2 separate regions of the Sus scrofa genome follow, and region 1 is linked to region 2. Evidence: chromatin contacts called from public Hi-C data. All regions are on one chromosome and are shown on one strand. The core of a region is the stretch at or near the end of the contact, and the rest is flanking DNA. Distances in the headings are between cores, read along the strand shown. Region 1 overlaps PTPN14 (tyrosine-protein phosphatase non-receptor type 14). Region 2 has its middle 8.3 kb from the start of CENPF.

What was found. A called contact is a pair of places that touch in the nucleus more often than the background predicts.
Region 1: a contact with region 2 is called in a Hi-C map of omental adipose tissue, with 1.9 times the contacts expected there. The contact joins two enhancer-like sites. A contact is called at or near these places in 2 of 5 promoter capture datasets (fetal skeletal muscle and liver), 22 of 47 Hi-C or Micro-C datasets (adipose tissue, brain, embryonic fibroblasts and 13 more) and 1 of 2 datasets of contacts at active chromatin or transcription factors (skeletal muscle).

Annotation. Positions count from the first base shown.
Region 1 is chr9:129,195,944-129,202,522 of Sscrofa11.1, reverse strand. PTPN14 (tyrosine-protein phosphatase non-receptor type 14) reads right to left here. Exons shown (of 21, transcript XM_003130398.6): 7 at 5,548-5,618; 8 at 3,784-3,871; 9 at 187-275. Among named protein-coding and RNA genes, the nearest start is that of PTPN14, 85 kb to the right of the region's middle. Within about 2 kb of position 1,347, at least 9 of the 83 cell types and tissues checked have an H3K27ac peak or open chromatin away from gene starts, as enhancers often do. A contact at or near this core is called in omental adipose tissue, where this site is marked.
Region 2 is chr9:129,017,342-129,023,789 of Sscrofa11.1, reverse strand. No RefSeq gene overlaps it. Among named protein-coding and RNA genes, the nearest start is that of CENPF, 8.3 kb to the right of the region's middle. Within about 2 kb of position 1,634, at least 2 of the 83 cell types and tissues checked have an H3K27ac peak or open chromatin away from gene starts, as enhancers often do. A contact at or near this core is called in omental adipose tissue, where this site is marked.

The DNA of each region.
Region 1 (6,579 bases), core at 98-2,597, 180 kb before region 2:
AGGGAAAGTGGGATGATTTCTCCATAACCACTGAAATCCTGCAGAGGGCTGATCTTATCTGAGTTGAGGAAAGCGCAACTCGGAGCCACGGGACGGACTCTTCGAGCATCTGTATAACCTTCACCCTCCATGGAGTTTTCTAGAGCACCTCGAGGAGAAAAGGGAGAAAGAGACAAATCCGCCTACCTGTATATGACGGCTTGTCTTCCGATTCTGTTTCTCACGAAAATCCCCATGAAGAAAATGCCCAGGTGCACGCTGTTTCCATGACTGTCCTGCAGGAGATCAAGAGAGAGTTGTGACGACACAGATCCCCAGCGGCCTGGCGGTCTGCCCGCGGCGACCGCACCCCATTTCTCACCCGTACATGGAATGAATCACATCAGGGCAGTAAGGCAACTAGGTCCTGGAGAACATCCTAATAAGACGACACAGATCGTGTTTTTATCTCAATCTGTCACGACACATTTCCTGTTTAAGAAAGAATGTCAGGGTTTTCTCGGATTTGTTGGTGGTTAAGGCTTTCTCTTCCAGGAACAATTATTAATGTTTGAACCTTAGTGTTTGTTTTTTAAACTAAAACTATACACACATGTAGTTCGATTGTATACATACATTGCGTATGTGTGATGACAGATGCACACAGTTTGAACTTGGAACATTCTGTAGATCTTGCTCCAAAGCAGCCGCAGATGCAGCCTCACCCTTTCTTCTTCCTAAAAGCACCCAGTCCCACCACTGAAAGGCCTAGTGTGTGTCCATTTGCATCTGCTATGCTTGGCCTTCCAATTTAGAACCTGATGTTCTTCAGTTTGGGGATATTTCCTCAGCTCCCCACCTTCCGTTTCTTCTGTGCACTCCTTCTAGAACTCCCATTATTCAGATGATGGACACCCTGGGCTGGCCCTCTCATTTCATCTCCTGCCTCCCACATCTATTACTTTGTTTTTGGATGCGATTTCCTTGACATCATCTTCTAACCTATCAAATTTTCCCTTTTGGAGCTGACTTTTCATTTCTGGGAGTTCTTTTTTATTTTCTGAACGTTGCCTTTTACAAGCCATCTATCTATTTCAGTCAGGAGGTAAGAGGTTTATTTGTTATCACTGAAACTCATAGGATGTGTGGGGCAGGGGGATCCTTCCCCCTGCAGAATCTCTGCCTCGCTCAGGCTGCTCCTGTCTCGCTGCGTTGACTTCTGTTCTTCCTGCGAGGGCCTCGTGGGGGTGATGAGGCCTGTCTGTCTATGGTCTGGGCAGGGGTGGGGGGTGGGGTGCTAAACACAGGCCAGGACCTTCGTGAGCACAGGGAGGGCACATGGACAGCAGACGTCACAGTCAGGCAATCTTGGGGGCCCGTGTGGGGGAACCCAGAGGTCTTGCCTTGAGCCTGGTCTCTGGGGCCAGTCAGGTCCTTCCAACCTCCTGCCTGGGAGAGCGTCACCCGGCTGCCAGTGTTTCTGACACTCTGAGTCAACTGTGAGCAAACTGTCACCCAGCCCCCTGCTTTCACTTGGGGGACACCCTCTTTGTGCAGTGAGAGGAGGGCCACACCCCACTGGGCCTAAGATGGAAAAGATAAACCTCTACCTTCCACAGAATATGCAATCCCTTTTGAGACCCAAAGGTGACAGTTTCCCTTCTCAGGGGACCTCTTCTCAACCCACCTCCTAAAGCTTCCCATAAAGTAGGAGTCTTCTAATGGAGAGAGAGGATAAGACCACTGCTGGTGGGAAGCAGAGAGAGACAGGACTGGGAATTGAGTGGGGGGGAGACCTCGGTAATTAGGAGACGTGAAGATTCTATTACAGAAAAAGGTATCTGGGAAAAGAAGACAGGCGAAGTAGCGATGGAAAGAGGAAGGAAAATTCTGGGGAAAGACTGGGCACATCGCCAGCAGATGGGCAGAGAGGTTTGGTGGGGATGGCGACATGGGAGGAGCCGTCCACCAGGGCAGGACAATGGGGAAAACACAGAACAGGTGCCAGGCGCTGCATCGCTCAAAGCTTGGCCAGGGACTGAGGCTCCAGACTCTGTCTGACCCATTCTGGAAGGGTTCTTCTCCCCTATCATGTGCTCTGACCATACGAGAATGACGGAGGCTGCAGCCACCCCTGTGTTTGTGGCGGAGGGGAGCACATCTGGCAGGAAATGGCCTGGTACCCACCCTCCAACCTTGAACGTTTTTGAGAAAGCATGCATGGAAAAACTCACGCTAAATGTCCTTGTCCTTCCCTGGGACACATCTTAAGATACGTTTTTAATGTGAGGTGGTCAGTGAGGACCTGTGCTAACCCAAAGGGCCCCATCCCCACGGGCAGTCGGCCCCTGCATACTTTCCTGGCTGCTTTTTCACTTAGTTCAGAGCTGTCCCCATCCCTGCCCCCGCGGGTACAGCTGCCACACCCACCATCCTTGGGTGGCCAGGAGGCATGTGGTCTGTAGGTGGTCACCTTAGTCATGAACAAATATGCGGGGGCAAAGAAAAAGGAAGCAGCCCAGCTAGGTTACACCCACCAGCAGTGAGTCAGCCGTGCCTGTCTGCCCACTCGGGGCAGGCGCAAGGATCCCCTCTGCGCTTTTTCCCACCGGAGGACAGAGCTAGAAAATGCACAGAACCAAGCACAGTGGCTTTCAACACGGTGTCCACTGCCCCTCTTTCCCACAGTTCAGAACTGCTAAAAACAACACAAGCCAATGACCACCACAACAAAACCTCCAACGTCCAGAACCCTGAGAAGTCAGTTTTCTAGACGTGGAGAAAAGTTTACTCGGCTTTTCCAAAACATCATGACTATATATGGGCTGCTGAAATGGAAGTGGGATCCAGATGGCTTCATAAGGCATTATTGCAAGGAAAATGGATTACAATCCTACGAAGGGCAGCCATTAGAGAAGCAAAAGAAAATTAAACAAATCTGAAAAAAGAGCCATTTAGCCCTTTTTGCAAGCTGCGGCCACCCTGCTCGATTCCACTTGATACACATGGGCAGTTCTCATTAAAGCAAATGGCAAACGGTGCAGCAGAGGGGGAACAGAACACGTATAAAGCAGCCAGCAGAGCCAGTGTGAAGTGAGATGTTGAGGCTGAAATTGCAGGCGTCTCCCAAATTGCTGAAATGTGCCAGTCGCTTTAGGTTTCTGATAAAACTCCGTCTTTTGTAAAGTGGGTCAGCAGAGAGGAAAAGGCGTGTGGATGACGGGCTCAACCCTGTAAACGACCATGCACCATGACCCCCAACCACACCCACTTCAGGAGATGGATCTGTTGCAAAGGACGGATGTGCTGTAACAGTTTCCTAAGCAGAGTTTCCAGAAAACACGAAGGGGGCTGGAAACCCACAACAGAGGCTCTACAGAGCTAGAGAAATAAAGTACAACTGCACACAGGAAAGGCTCGTTCTGCCTCACCAACAATTATCACTGCATCAGCCTGAAAAACAAAAGGAAGCACAGCGAAGAAAACTGCCAGGGGGGATCGGTATTAAGGCACCCATGACGCTCGCTGCTCATCCCATCAGAGGCAGCCTGGATAACTTCTGATGTTTGATGCTCACTCAGAAGGGTGTCTTACCGAGGAGATATTCGGCTAAAGACCACGGAGAGCTTCAAAACCTCTCCATGATGAAAAAGTGTTTGCTTTCCTAAAGGAATTTGGACGTGCCAACTAATGCCATGGAGCGATACGAAAGCCAAGCCTCTGGCTCTCTGCTCTCGATCAGCACTGGTTTTCCAAATGCCTGTGCGGTTCCGAGATGGCTAAAGCAAGGGCAGGGTATGCTACCTTCACAGGGAAGACTTCCTGTCCAAATCCATCCAAACGTTCCACTTCGTTGATGTACATAAGCTCAGCTTCTGCTGGCAGGATTCCACTAAAATCAAGAGCATCAAAGGAGGAAATGGTTAAGGGCAATAAAGTCAGTGGATGATCCTACCCTCCTGGTGGCAAATTCCAGCACCTGTGGTTCTATTTCTGGGAAAAGCCATCATCACCCAACTGTGCAGGCATGGTGCATTACTAAGTAATCCATTAACATATTCCCCAGTAGCCTTTCACTCAACAGGGAATAATAACAGAAAGGTAACATATTGAATAAAGAGCCACAGCCCCATAAGTACTAAATAATTATCCCAGACATCCTGGTGAATAATGCTGCCTGCCTTAAAAAAAAATTTAAAAAGTTATTTTTTCTCTCACTGGGGGAAAAAAGTCTCCACTGTTAAGAAAGAAGGAAAAGGGGGAGTTCCCGTCGTGGCTCAGCGTAATGAACCCGACTAGTATCCATGAGGATGCAGGTTTGATCCCTGGCCTCAATCCATGGGTTAAGGATCTGGCACTGCCGTGAGCTGTGGTGTAGGTTGCAGACATGGCCCAGATCTGGCTTTGCTGTGGCTGTGGTGTAAGCCAGCAGCGGCAACTCTGATTCTACCTGTAGCCTGGGAACTTCTATATGGTGCAGGTACAGCCATAAAAAGCATTTAAAAAAAAAAAAAAAGGAGAAAGTTGATGAGGATGATATTTTGGGAGCTAAGTGGCCGAGATCAGCGAGTCTAGGACCGCTGCACTTGTCCACGTGGCCCTGATCATGCTCTCAGCGCTGCCTTAAGTCTCTCTTCCCTCTAGACCTTCACTTTCCCACCGAGAGCAGCTCTTGAGGGCTGCACTCAGCACGTGCAGCCCAAGGCTCTCCACGTCTGGTAACAGAGTTTTAAGAAGGTCACAGAGCGGAATTCCTCTGGCCAACAACCTGCATGTGTGTGGACTTACTGGTGCTAAAGAAAAGGGAAGAAAAAAGACAAGGAGGGAGAAAGGCAAAGAGAGAGCGAGAAGGGGAGTGGGGGCAGAGAGCGCCGTTTTCTTTTTGTTCTTTTTTCTTTTTTCTGCTGTACCCGAGGCACATGGACGTTCCCAGGCTAGGGGTTGAATCGGAGCTGCAGCTGCCAGCCTATGCCACAGCCACAGCCAACACCAGGTGTCAGATCTGAGCTGCATCTGCAATGTACACAGCTCCGGATCCTCAACCCACTGAGCGAGGCCAGGGATGAAACCCCCATCATTACACCATGGAACCGCCCATGGGAAAAAAATAAAAATCCTTATAGAAAGAAAGAAAGAGGAAGAAAGGAGAGAGAGAAAGAAAGAAAAAAAGGAAGGAAAGAAGGAAAGAAAGACAGACAAACCCCACATCCTCATGGATACTAGTCAGGTTCTTTACCCACTCAGCCACAACAGGAACTCTGCACAGTTTTCAAGTCCACATGCACCTCTCAGCACAGAGCTGAATCACTTGCTGTAAGAAACAGAACTGTGCTATACAGCACAGGGAACTAGAGCCAATCATTTGTGATAGAACGTGATGGAAGATGATACGAGAAAAAGCATGTCGATGTGTATGACTGGGTCACTTGACGGTACAGCAGAAACTGACACAACAAAAAACCCAAACGTAACCATGTGGACTCAAGGCAGGGCTGGGGGCGGGGGCGAGCATCTCCTGCCTCCAGGAGGACCGCGGCCGCAGGCTGGGCCCAGCAGCCCCTGCCTTACCTGTGGGCTTTATGCTCCTGGGCCACCTTCTGTGTCAGCTCCTCCAGGACAGCTTCTTCCAGGGCCAAATCCTATCAAAAGGGAAAGCAGCTAAGGTCACACACAACTTGCTGTTTTGCTCGCCAACCTGAAAAGCCCTCTTGTTTCCAGAAGATGTGCCTGGTGGCTGTACTTCCTCCATCTCCCTTTACTCCTTTGAATGGAAGGTTGTCATTTTGGGACAGAGGTTCACTTTTACTTTTGTCACCGGGCTTTCCACGATCACTTGGGTCATGCCAGGGCCCATTTGGGGTGCCCGCCTCAATCCTGGAGGGCCCCGGAAGAGCTTTTTTCCATCGACCTTCCTCTTCCCTAACTGCCTGCCTCTCCCACTCCCCTTAATTAAAAACGTCTGTAAGAGCGTATGTGTTTCTAACAACGAGGGTATACAGGCACCTGAGTTTCCCAGGCCGTCATCCCTTCCAAAGTGAGCCCAGGAAGGGACTGGCCATTTTGTCCGCCAGCACCTTCCCAGCAAACCAACTCAGGGCTACCTGAAGGCAGAGCAGGTTCATGCCGAGGTTTTTCGATGAGGCCTTGGGAGCAAAGAGGTCATGACAGCTAATCTGCCTCCAGGGAGCTCCGGAAGGTAACAGCTGGGGAGCCGAGCAGCTGGTGTCTTGAACAACCGAATCTCAGGCTCCTGGACCAGTGCTGCGCCAGCTTCCACGCATGAGAGCCAACTGCAGCAACTGCTTCCCAGCCGCCCTTCAGCCACGATGGGGCAGGTACAGGCTTTGCGAAACACTGCCCAGGAAAGCGGGATGGAGTCTGGAGAAACAGATCCAAGACGGAGAGACCAACCAGTTCTGGAGACACTGACAGGCGACGTGGTGATTCTAAAGCTCGTCCTGTCCCTTGTGTGTCACTCCAGCCATGGGGCCCGCTGTCTCCACCCTTCCCAGACGGATGAGCGCCAAGGAGGGCACACATGGCTCCAGTTTCCTCGGAGCTCCAGAAGGGAGTCAGAAGGAGCTCTGAGCTGTGTGTTCA
Region 2 (6,448 bases), core at 385-2,884:
TTTTTAAATTTGAAGCAATTGGTGACATAAAAAATGAGTCATTTAGCTATCTGCAGAGTTCTATTAATTAAACCAAACACATTAACGGCTATTGCTTCTTGTCCAAGAAACTTTAAAATAATGACTAAGATTTCAAGCAAATTCTGAGGTCTTTATAGCATATTTATGTCATCTAGTTTTCCTTACTACAGGTCCCATGGTGGGAGGTGGAACGCTGGGAAACATTTGATGTATGTTGTACACTTATCATCAAATCTACTGACAAATAAAAATTCCGTACTTAATTTTCACCAAACATGTGTTTTTGTTTTGCTTAGCTTTGCTTCTTGAGCTCTTGCTGCTGAGAGGGTTCACTGCAAAATCTTTAAAAATTGTTAACAGCATTAAAGTAAATACAGCTTCCCCTGCTTTATGGAAGTAGAGTGTTCTCATGAAACCTTCCGTTAAGCTGAAACAGTGTAAAGCGAAGGAGCAGTTACCTCGGGACCCATCTGGCTAAGCAATGCACAGAATGAATCCAGGTAAAGCACAGGTGTTCACAACTATGGCGGACAGATGCTGAGATGCCACGTGTGGTCCAGGGGAACAGTCTGGTGGTGCCACTCTCACTGCTCCGGGTATGGGCTGCCTCGATAAGAGCTCCTGCAAAACAAACACGAAATGCCATTTTCACCTTCTGCCTTTTTGTGTGAAAGTGAAGTCTCCTTCAGAGTTGTTCCAGTTAGCCAAAAAAGGTACCAGAATTGGTGTAAACCCAACTTTTAAAAGTGGGGGATAGCTATAAATCACTGTAGATTTACACTGGCTAATATGAGACAAAACCATTTCAGCAGGATTGCTCACACCTCTCTGTATCAGCTCTACTGGGGCATTCTTCTACTCCCCACATTTATTTCCCACATTTATTTCACAAAATTTCAAAACGACCCCACCTGCTGGCCAACGAGCAGCTTCCTCATCTCCCAGGCCGATTGTTTTTTTTTTTTGTTTTTTTTTTTTTACTTTTTGAGGCACTCTGGACTAGGGATTGAACCAGAGCCACTGCAGTGACCTGAACCACTACACTGATAACTGCAGTTCCACAAAGGGAAGTCCAAAGTGTTTGATAGGGATCTTGCCTTTCCCTTTGGCCGCCTGCGGCAAGCCCAAGTTCCCAGGCTAAGGATTGAACTCCAGCCACAGCAGTGACAAGGCAGGATCCCTAACCGCTAGGCCACCAGGGACCACTTTGAGGGCCTCACTCTGGACTAAGGCACAATGACTCATTCACCAGTAGGACCACCAGGGACAGCCGACATATTTCTCCCACTTCACTGAGGACCAGAAGTTAGCTGTTCCAAGATGCCTGTATGCAACCATACTGACAGCTACGCTATCCTTAAAGCGGAGGACTTATCTGTGTCAAGGCGGGTTTCAAAAAAGTGAGAGGCATTATCACCGATAGTTCAGATTTAACCACATGTGAAATGTTGAACTCTGCTTATTACACATCTCTCACACGCTACTGGCAAAGGCCATGGTAGAATACAGAAGTACAAAGTAATCTATCAAACCCAGCTTGGCTTAATACAACTATTTTAAAGAACGTTTTGTTAATAACAACAACAACAACAATTCTGGGACACACATTAAACCAGAGGGATGCCAGGACAATAGAAGCAAATCAGGAAGTATGTTCATTTTCTCTACGGACCGCAAGGATGCTTCACAAAGTGGACTTCTGTACTCCAAACCTGCTAAGTCAGAACAAGGGTATAACCAAAATTCGCATGCAAAAAAACCTTTCCATGATATTCTTAGGGACCCTAAATTTTTATTCCTGGATTAGGGAATTCCTTTACCTTTTATTCCAAGATGTCAGCCCCCTGGTTAGAGGGGGCTGGGAGAATCAAGCATTTTATTCCATAGCCAATCCAACACCTGGATCAAAACTGACATTGAAAGTGAGCTAGAGACAAATTTAATGTAAATTCGGTCACATCATATAAATACTGTCATCTCCTTGAGCGAACTTGTCTTGCAAGTTGAGAGATTTATTTCTGGCTGTGTCATTGCCTGTTTGGGAACGTGGACCTATAGCAGCCACGTTCTTTCTTTGAGGATCAGGTTTCCAACTGAAGACTAGAAAATATAATGAATGTTGATTTTAATACCTTGGAAGAAATAAGCACTAGGTGAACCTGTTTCCCCCTTAAAAAATGCTACTGACACTTTTAAAATATATAGATTATATCATTACATTCATAAACCTTACTATCGCAAGAATTGTGAGAATATGTTTTGTGTTTCTATAAGGTAACCGATTGCAAAATGAAAATGTTTTATCTGTTTAAATTATTTGCTTAATTTGCACCTTTTTTTGCTTTTTTAGTTTTTTTTGGTTTTTGTTTTGGTCAGTAACTGGTTGTGTGAATTTTTGGCAATATCTTGACATCACTGACCTCAACTAAGCAATTACGATTTCAATCTAGTGGATGTCCAATATTCATTTTAGTTTCCTGAATTCATCTTTTATACCTTAGAAAAGTGTTTTTTTTGGCCACACCTGCAACATGCAGAAGTTCCTGGGCTAGAGATCCAACCTGTGCCACAGCAGGGACATGAGCTACTGCAGTGACAACGTGGGACATTTAACCCATTGAGCCACATTGTTTTATTATTTGTTACTAAGAAAGATTATATAAGCAGAAAGATTATGAATTATTTTTTCCTTTGATTTTCCTCTATTTTAAGCAAGTAAATATTTTAAAAAGAGAGTAAACAAGAACAGTAGATAGACTAAGGAAAGAAGGGGTGGTAGAAGGATAATGTCCCAGGAGGTACGGATCAGCTATAATTTCTAAAGACTTTCTAAAGTATAGGGGATCACCTAGTGGTTGGGAATAGAAAAGTCTTCTTAAAAGTTTTAGATCCTTTTTCTTGTGCTTCAGTAATTACTATTGAGTAATGTTCATATGGTTTCTGGTTATTTTACTTAAAACACGTGAAGAACTGAAATTTTATTTTTTGTAACCAACTTTATTGAAATCATGCTAACATGGGAGCTCTCGTTGTGGCTCAGCAGTAATGAACCCAACTAGTATCTAGGAGGATGCAGGTTCCATTCCTAGTTTTGCTCAGTGGGTTAACAATCTGGCGTTGCTGTGGCTGTGGTGTAAGCTGGCAACTATAGCTCGGATTTGACCCCTAGCCTGGGAACTTCCATATGCTGCAGGTGGCAGCCCTAAAAAAGACCAAAAAAAAAAAAAAATCATGCTGGTATGTTGAATATGTAATATTTACCCTCAAGCCTCTCTTTCCTGGAGGGATCAAGAATCCCTTAGTATTAAGCTTTGAAAATTAATTCTCGTCCCAAAGGATGTGTTAAACTTGTGGTTCCCGGTCAAAGAAGTCTAGATATGTACAAAATAAGCATAAAAGACCCTTACCTATCAGAAACCTCTGGTCTAAAACCATCAGCACCAGGCGAATCCATTATGATTACATTTTTAATTTCACAGATGAGATTGCGAGGTTCTGCCTGTATAATAGAAGCTTTCAAACATTTGAGAGACCAAGATGGAATTTTCACTTGATGAATATAATAAATCATATATGTATGGCAACTTCTGTGTAGATTGGGTTCCTCAAAAGCAGAGACTAAGATAAAGACTTGGATGGAAGCAGTTCATTTGGGTGATGATTCCAGGAAGCAATGTGGGGAGCAGGGAGAGTGAGAGAGGGGAGGGGGAGAAGTCAAGAGAAGTATATCCTACCTTTTCCTCCCTATGAAGTAGACGATCAGCTGTTCTGCTCACAGCTCTGCCCACTGAAGTTCCACCTTGTGGTGATGCAGGGAGTGGCAGTTTATTTTCAGGACACCCATCATATTCAGGCAACCCATTTGTAAATGAGGATTAGGCAGTTTCTCCTTTGTTGGTTTTTTTGGGGAACCTAAAAAGATAGGCATGGATGTGTATTATCTATAGATGTGCATTGAGGCAAAGCCTGGGTGAAACAGAACTAGTTGACTTTTGGTGACTTGTTTATGTAAGTTATTTGTGTCCTTTAGACCCGCTTGGGCCTTACTGCCCAAGGGTTAGGGTTAGGGTTAGGGTTCCTGCTGCACTCGCTAGAATGCCTGACTTGGTGGGTCTGACAATACCTCAGATAGGGATGAACATACCTGATGTTGCAAGTTCAGGTGCTCAGTTGTTACTAAAACCAGTAGCAGACCAGGAGCCTCTTTCAAATGGTGAGTCATTCCCTCTTGGAGAAAACATAGCCTTGCTCCAGGATGCTGGGGAGTCTGTGCAATGACTCTGTCCTTGAGGCTTGCCAGAGGGTTGGCCTTATCTGCCAGAGTTACCTCCGGTGTTGTTAGGTTTGAGGATGATATGGTCAGGCACAGCACTCTCCCTTGATTTTGCCCTGTAGTGGCTCTCAGCTTGCTGCTGGGCCAAAGCCTGAGTTTTTCTGGTGCCATAAATCAAGAAAATCCAAGGGTGCTGGCTATTTACTGCTCACCTAGGAACACAACCCCAATCAACATTCCAGAAAGCTTTTGGAAAATTAATATTCTTATTCTAAAATTTTTATGGAGGCGTTCCCTCATGGCTCAGCAAGTTAAGGATTTGGAATGGTCACTGCTGTGGCTTGGGTCACTTCTGTGGCATGGGTTCGATTCCTGGCACAGGAACTCCTGCATGCCACAAGTGTGGCCAAATAAATAAATAAATAAATAAAAGACAACTTCAGGAAACTAGAATGAATACTGAATGTCCATTGGCCAAAAAAAAAAAAAAAAAAGCAAAAAAATGTTTATGCAAAATAAAGATCCTAGAATAAATGACACAATTTCAAAAAGATCATAGGTGTAAACCAAGGATTTACATTACCTAATTTCATGACTTACTATAAGGCTATATTAATTAAGACAGTGTGATTCAGGTAAAAAGATAGACATACAGATCGGGAGAACAGAATAGAGAGACAGAAATATATCCCTATTTGTATATTCAATTAATTTTCAGTGAAGTTGCTTTCAATAAAGAGAGGCTAATCTTTTCAACAAATGGTGGCAGAAGAGCAAGATCTCTATTTGGGAAAATGTAAGTATTGATCCCAACTTTGCACCCAACAATAAACTCAAAGTGGGTCATGAACTTAAATGTTCAAATCATGAACTTAAATAATTCAAATTATAAAATTTCCAGAAGAAAACAGGAGAGACTGTCTGTAAATTTGGGGCAGTTTCATCACAAAAAAAGCGCATGATGCATAAAAGAGAAAAATGAATACACTCCATCAAAATGAAAAGTTTCTACTTTTTGAAAGACATCATCAAGAAATAGAAATGGGCTCATATCTGACAAAGGCCTTGTATCCAGCCTCTGTGAGAAATCATAGGAAGAAGATCAACTTAATAAAATATAGGCAAAATATTTCAATAGACACTTCACAAAAGAAGATATACAACTAGATAACAACCGTGTCAAAAGAGGCTCAATATCATTTGTTATCAGAGAAGTGCAAATTAAACCCACAGTGAGATAACATACACACCAATTAGAATGACATAACAACTGACTACCGCTAGTTGGTGATGATGTGGCTCAGGCATAGAACACTCCTGCAAGGTGGGAATGTGAAATATACAACCACTCTGGAAAAGATAGTGGATGCTTCTTACACATCTATGGTAATTAGACGACTTGTGGTGATCATTTTGAAATGTGTAGAAATATGTAATCACGAGGTTGTGTAACAGGAACTAACTTACCCTTGTAGGTCAATTATGCTTCAAAAACAAACTCATAGAAAAAGAGATCAGATGTGCGGTTACCAGAGGCAGGGGATGGGGGTGGGGGTTGGATGAAGGCAGCGAAAAGGTGCAATCGTATAGTTACGAGTAGGTACTAAGGTAATGCACAACAGGGTAATGATAACACTGTTACATGTTATATACAAAAATGGTTGAGAGTAAATCCTGAGTACTCATCATAGGAAAAACTCTTTTTTTCTCTATTTCTTTAATTTTCAAAAAAAAAAAAAAAAGGAGTTCCCATAGTGGTGCAGTGGTTAACGAATCCGACTGGGAACCACGAAGTTGTGGGTTAGATCCCTGGCCTTGCTCAGTGGGTTAAGGATCCGGCATTGTCCTGAGCTGTGGTGTAGGTCACAGACGCAGCTCGGATCCCGCATTGCTGTGGCTCTGGCGTAGGCCGGTGGCTACAGCTCTGATTGGACCCCTAGCCTGGGAAACTCTGTATGCGCAGGTGCAGTCCTAAAAAAGACAAATAAATAAATAAATAAATAAAATAATTTTCTACCTATGAGATGATGGCCTGTTAATTAAAGTTATTGTGAAAATATTGCATGCTATACGTAGGTCAAATAATTATGTTGTATACTTTAAACTTATACAGTGAAGTATGCCAATTACATTTTGATAAAACTGGAATAAATA